Regions from separate parts of the Zea mays genome. Here region 2 is linked to region 1. Evidence: chromatin contacts called from public Hi-C data. All regions are on one chromosome and are shown on one strand. Each heading gives the region's core, a stretch centred on a gene start, on an enhancer-like site or on the middle of the called end of the contact. The rest is flanking DNA. Distances are from core to core; before and after follow the strand shown.

Evidence for each region. A called contact is a pair of places that touch in the nucleus more often than the background predicts.
Region 2: a Hi-C map of leaf shows a contact between it and region 1, with 2.0 times the contacts expected there. The contact joins two enhancer-like sites. A contact is called at or near these places in 2 of 25 Hi-C or Micro-C datasets (bundle sheath and leaf).

Annotation. Positions count from the first base shown.
Region 1 is chr10:113,922,107-113,925,609 of Zm-B73-REFERENCE-NAM-5.0, reverse strand. No RefSeq gene overlaps it. Among protein-coding and RNA genes, the nearest start is that of LOC103642717, 88 kb to the right of the region's middle. Within about 2 kb of position 1,764, at least 11 of the 20 cell types and tissues checked have an H3K27ac peak or open chromatin away from gene starts, as enhancers often do. A contact at or near this core is called in bundle sheath and leaf, where this site is marked.
Region 2 is chr10:114,081,734-114,084,857 of Zm-B73-REFERENCE-NAM-5.0, reverse strand. No RefSeq gene overlaps it. Among protein-coding and RNA genes, the nearest start is that of LOC109943095, 29 kb to the left of the region's middle. Within about 2 kb of position 1,362, at least 12 of the 20 cell types and tissues checked have an H3K27ac peak or open chromatin away from gene starts, as enhancers often do. A contact at or near this core is called in bundle sheath and leaf, where this site is marked.

The DNA.
Region 1 (3,503 bases), core at 515-3,014:
GAAATTAGTTTATTTTGTCACCAAATCAAACCTAACCGGAGGTGTACATGTTTGGGATTTCCACACCACCATCATAATTATTCCTCCAAAACATTTTTTTCCACGTGCAATGTTCCTTCTGCCATGTGCTATTGCAATGTGGCAGACTCGGTCACTTCAGCGAGAGCCAGATTTTACAGTGCATGTGATGGTGTGTGGACAGAACTCTAATAATTCGGCTGTGCCGTTGTTTTCCCTTTTCGTTGAACTTTCAACATTTTGACGAATGATTCGGCTGCTGTTTCAACAACACTAACTACCGCATGCAACGGTACGTAAATGCGGATCAGTCAGAGAGAATGGAACAAGGTACATGACAACTTTAAGGGCACGTAGTGTAGTGGAGAGACACCAAAACTGTTCTCTAAACATAAAAGACTTCATTATATAATTGAGTGTCTATAAATATAGTCTATTAATAAATGTATGATTAAATGCGCTTGTACAACATCAGATCGATAAAACAGACGACGAATTCGTAAAGTGAAAGCTAAGACATCTGTTGCTACTTGAATTAAGAGCCAGAGATAGCTCAACTTATTTTTTTTGCAAACAGCACCTTTAAACACCTTAAAAAGACTTTATATTGATCACCATTGTATGCCCAATGCTTAGCCCACGCACATGTAGCCAGCAGATTTAATGCATGAAACTTGAGTTCACACCTTCTTCAGAAACGCAGTACATGTGTCGTACTGTAGAGAGCGAGGTCCCTCGAAGATAAGAAAATGACAGGGACAACACACAACTGAGAATCTTGTTACAAACACAAGACAATAATGCATCCTGTTCATAAAAAAAAATAAAAAACTGGCTGTCGTTCTTCATCTCCTTCCTGCATGCACCAGCTGAAAACGCGAAGTGGTCCTTATATATACAGCGTAGAACTCTTACTTCCGATTCAACAGCTAAAAGTACAGAAGGTTTCTCGATCATATGTTAATAACTGTCGGCGTCAGATCGACATAATCTATGAGCTAGCTAGTAGTACAGGAAATGAATCCAGCTAGCGTCTATTCGTCGTTAGCCAACAAGATGCATGCCCGCAGGAAACCTGGCTGAGTTTTCTTCACAAATAATATTGCCATCCATCCATCGTCGTCACACGCCATCAAGATGCATGGTGACTTTAAGGTACCACAACTAAGAGCCAGTAGTAGCATATAGTCTATTCTAGACGGGCTCGTCGTCGCCGTCGTCGTCCTTGTTTGTTCCTAGTTATCATCTACATGCACTAATACTCACCCTCTCTTCTATATTATTCTAAGCCATTTGAACTTTTTGCGAAGTTACCAGTCAAATCGGACTCTGCCCTTGGCTCTTTCGCATCATTCGTCGTGGACGACGACTGTATATATCTATCTATCCGAGATTGTTAGCACTGATAGCCCGGCTGTATGAGCCAAGCCGGCGGGAGCCTAGCTCCAGAGATGCGACCAATTTGCTCGCGTCTATAGAGCCTGACTTAGGGTACTTTAAATATCGTGCAAGCCTGACTTCACATCTACACGCAGGTAACCAAATACACACCTCGCACGCATAGAGCCTGGTTGACAACAACTGAACACCAGCTGATTGCATCCCATGATACAAGAACGCAAATACAGGTAACCAAACACATGATATATAAACTATGGGCGCCCCTTCCATCTATCCTCCAACCAAACACGGACAGTCAAAGTGGGCCGCGGATCAGACAACGACGTACTCATATGCCCAGACAGCTAGGCTGTGTGTGTCTGGCTGTCGCCGCCTTGAGGTCAAACCGGCGGGAGTCGCCGGAGCCCATATTCCCAGTTGAGAACCAGCGCACAAACGTCACAGGAGAACCAAAGCCTCCGAGCTAGGCTTCCTTTTTTTCCCCAACACAGCTAGGAGCAGCCGGATTAAGGGCATATTTAGTTTCCTGTCTAATTTGTCGCTTTTGGCTAACTTTTAGGTCTAAACTTATTTCTTCAATTCGAACGACTAACCTTAAACAAAGTGTGACACGGTTAGTCACGAACCAAACACCCTAAGGCCATCAAATTTGCCCGACTAGAGTTTTGGTGAATTGGTGTTATCTTAAAAGTCTACCATTCTAAACTCTGACAAAAAAAACACCTTAGTTGACACAATGCTCAGTACCACCAATTAATTGTGTTTGCAAAATTTGAAGGGGGTTGTTCGAACCGGTTTTGAGCCGGCGGACTGTCCGGCCCTGAGGCCGGACGGTCCGCGGTCCGGACGGTCCGCGCCTGTGGGTCGGACGGTCCGCGCGTGCGCAGAACAGATTAGGGTTCCGAGTTTTGTGCTATGGTTGTTAGCTATATTCGCGGGATTAGCTCGGAATCAGTTGTGTAAAGGGTCCAGCCCCCCTCCTCTATAAATAGAGAGGTCTACGGCCGATTTGTAATCATCAACAATCGAATCAATACAACTTCTATTTCGCATTTTATCCTAGGAGTAGTTCTAGTCTAGTTTAGGTTTAGCTATCCAATCCCCAAATTCGTCGTCTCTCTTCGGCTCTACGTCGATTAGAGGAGTCTAGGTCGGCCGGCCTGAGCCTAGACACCACCTAGGATCTCTCCTCCCCGACGGGGTCCCTCCCGGGAGCGAGATCCAGGCGCCGTCGGCGGTCTTCCGCCGCCCCTGCGCACGCGCGGACCGTCCGGCCCTAGGGCGCGGACCGTCCGGCCGTCAGGCAGGGAACTCGGGCTCCTGCACCAGGTCGCGGACCGTCCGGCCCTGTGCCGCGGACCGTCCGCGCCTGACCAGAAAGCACCGCCGCCTCGCACCAGGCCGCGGACCGTCCGCCCCTGTGCAGAGAGCACCGCCGCTGGTGCTCTTGAGTAATTGGCGCCTCCGAAAAGGTGTCAACAGGGGTATATATATATGAGGAGGTATGCCTTGAAACATAGTTTCCATCATAACAGGATGCATTTTGCTGTATTATTATGGATATGTTGCAATAACAATTTACTAGACATGTAACTTTGAAAAAGCTGACTTCTAACAAACTGAAATGTCACTTATTTGTGACTGTAGAGTGAGTACATATAGTATAGACACTACAATTCATGCATCTGAATCGTGGAGGCATGAAGTTTCTAATTAAAATAATCATTTATATAAGTGTAATGTGTATCTCTATCTCTATATTGTCATTATTTATATCTCTAGTTAAACTGATTTATGTTTAATCTAGTTTTAGTAAATAATATTCATATTTATGGCTATTTATATGAAACATAATGCTATTTATTATAAAAATATATGTTGCACTTAATCTAATTGTATGTATTTAAAATCGTAAATTTTGATACTTCTTTTGTTATATTTGTTCATATTTAAGATACTAAAACATGAGAGTGTTAGAATTGCATGTTTTTTTCTGGTTAGAAGGGAGTACATGTAAAACTATTTACGATCTAAAGGGGGGGGGGGGGGGGGGGGTCAAGAGTATATATAGGGCTACCAATGAG
Region 2 (3,124 bases), core at 113-2,612, 160 kb before region 1:
AACTAAACTAAACTATAATGGATATTATTTAATAAAATAATATTTGAAGTGAAGAAATTCAAATAAAAGTGATAAAAACAAATAAGCATTATGCTTTATCAATATTTTTGGAACTACAAAATTGTTACCCAAGTAGACACTATCACACTAATGTATTTTTATATAACATAGAAAAGGATGGCTCATACAAATAATATAGTCATCAATTTTTTCAGTAGTGAATTTATGGGGTAAATTGTGATATTGAGAATTGAAGGTAAATACGCAAGATTCAGACTCTCATCAAGAGATAATAATATTCTATGTGCAGTATTATAGTGGCTATGTTTATGATCCGTTGTGTTGTGATCTGCCCTCAGAAGGCCCTCGTCCCCTTCCCTTTATAGTTCAAGCAGGGGGTGTTACAAAGTTGAATACGAGTAGGTTTCATGATAGATCTAATCTAATAATCTAATCACATACTTTTATAATTACAAACGTGTCTTCCTCACCGGTTTGGATCTTTCCTTATATGCTAGGATCTCACCTTATATGTTAGGATCTTATTGTGTTCATTTAGAACTTTGCAATTATCTCTTCTATTCCACTAAGATTTTTGTGAAATTTATTTTTACTTCAGTAGTCATCCTCATATTAAAACTTCTTTTAATCATGATGACCGAGTCCATAGACTCTAGACTGAGTCCATGGGTCTATCCATATATGTCTGTGTTATCCAAGGTATATATTCTTTACAAATAAATATTTAATGATTAGATATATCAATTAATTAATCAATATTATATTTATATAAATATTTATGACAATATTGTAAATTATATAAAATAAATTACATTAATTAATTGATAAGATGAAGTACTAAAATAATTTGGAACAACATATATATCAAGTTTAAACAAAATAATAAAATACTGAAAACAATTTGTTATTTATGTATCATTGATAATTATAAATTAATACCAAAGTTATTAATTGAAAAACTATTAAGTGGTTTTAATGCCTTAGTAGTAGTAATAAAATTAAGAGATAAAATTTTTAAATAGGTTCACAATACCTTGTTTTCTTTCCTGATATGGATAGTGTTAAATGAGGATGTCTTAGAGAAAGAATACTGAAAAAACCGAGTTCAGATATATCATTTAGTATCAGTATTAGAAGCGAGTACGAATGCCAAAATTGCATGTTTTAGCACATACGAATATTAGATAAATTAGGATACCCATTTGGATTTTTCAATCCCTACCGGACAAGGAGCGCTGGAGTCCAGGGTCAACAACGCGTACGTACTCTACATGGCACCACTCAATACTCAACGGTGCCAGCCGTCAACAAAGAGAAACCGCGTTGCCTGAGCTCTCAAAGGATCCAATCGACGTGCAGTGCGACGCTAGTGCAAGTGCACAGCGACCTATACGTCCACGTCTCTAGTACACCTGAGATGAGAAACCCCAGCCCAAACGTGTGTGTGAAGGTCATGGACCCTTTGCTTTGCTGCGTGGATTCAATTCAATCATGCCAGTCCGTCGAACGGTGACTTCTGAGCACGAAATGAAAACCATCTATCTCCAGTTGTCCATGGTCCCACTCCCACCCATGGACGACGGATCTGTCTGTCCGTTCCGTTCCCAGTTCCCATCATCGGTAGTACTCCTACGTGGCAATAGAATCACACTTGGCCGAAATTCACGAATGAGTGGCGTGGTATACTGATATCTCGCATGACCGTGAGTTGATCCCTCGTTCCCTCCTAAGACCGGATACTTTTTGGGATGAGAAATTTGTATTTTTGACACCCTAAACTAGTGGCTTTGCACTATTGACACTCTAAAGATTAATTTCGTAAATTTGACACCCACATCATTAACACCTCGATTTACTTGACATTTTATCTTTTTAATAGTTATTTTTTATTTTTTCATTTACTGAATTGTGAAAAAAAGACTAATCTGACCTCCTTTATTTTGTAAGGTGCTAGTCTCTTTTTTGTTTGTATGAATCGTACCTGTGTATCTCATAGACGCCCGCCGCCTCTGTTCTGCATATCAAACAAATGCATAGATGTGTCGCCACTCGTATCGCCTAAAAGGCCTCGTCGCCCTCGACCACAAACCCACGCGCAAGGGAGCTGGCCGGCCGCGCTCGATGCCCCGTGGTCGTGATCCACCACAACAAACATGTCCTTGCATTGAGACTTGGTGGTGCACGAATGGACGTGTCACCACGACAATCCAAGCTTGTGGAATGGAACCTGATCCAATTAATTCATCTACAAAGCATTGCTGATCATGTTTTAAATATCTCAAAGTATTGTTGATCAATATCTTCAATAATAATTCTTGCCAATATATTTTTTAGTCAAGACTTGTATTAGTTGTGATTGGAACAACCAATTATTAACACTTATGAATCAATCAATTATAGGTCCCTCATTTACTAATTGTTTCGAACAAGGATGATTCAGAGGTGGCCATGGGGAGCAATACCAATGCTCCATTGTTGTTGGTCGAGACTTCTTCACCTATCCCACAAGTCGATTAGGATAACTTAAAAATAATAGAGATGCATGATGAGGAAGGAAGAATTCAACCATTGGGTGAGGATTAGCTATTTGTAATCTTGGGCTTGAGGGATGAGGATGAAAGGAGAAAGTGAGCTCAAACAAATGGTCGTACAATGCGTGAGCAGCAAGATGATAGTATTGATGATGTTGCCATTACTATTAGTGATTCAATACCAAATGAGATAGTGACTACATATGATAAGGATCACCAAAATGGATATTGGCACAATGTACCCATCAATGGATGAATTTAGGTTGGCCGTGAGTCAATTTTCTATAATGAGGAGTTTGATCTAGGCATAGATAAGTCATCAAAGGAAAGATTTAGAGGGTTATGCAAGTCTAGTATTGAATGCCCTTGAAGGTTTGTTGTTAGAAGGCTAGCTAATGGAAAAACGATTAAGGTGAAATATTCTAAAATAACAAATGTGATATTCTAACTTGCATAGTTTTTATGTGTATTGCACTCACTATTTTCTATTTATTTGCGTGCATGTGACAATTTAGTTGATCAACATGATTGTATTTCAAGCAATAGGGCTATGATCAGTTCCATAATAAATT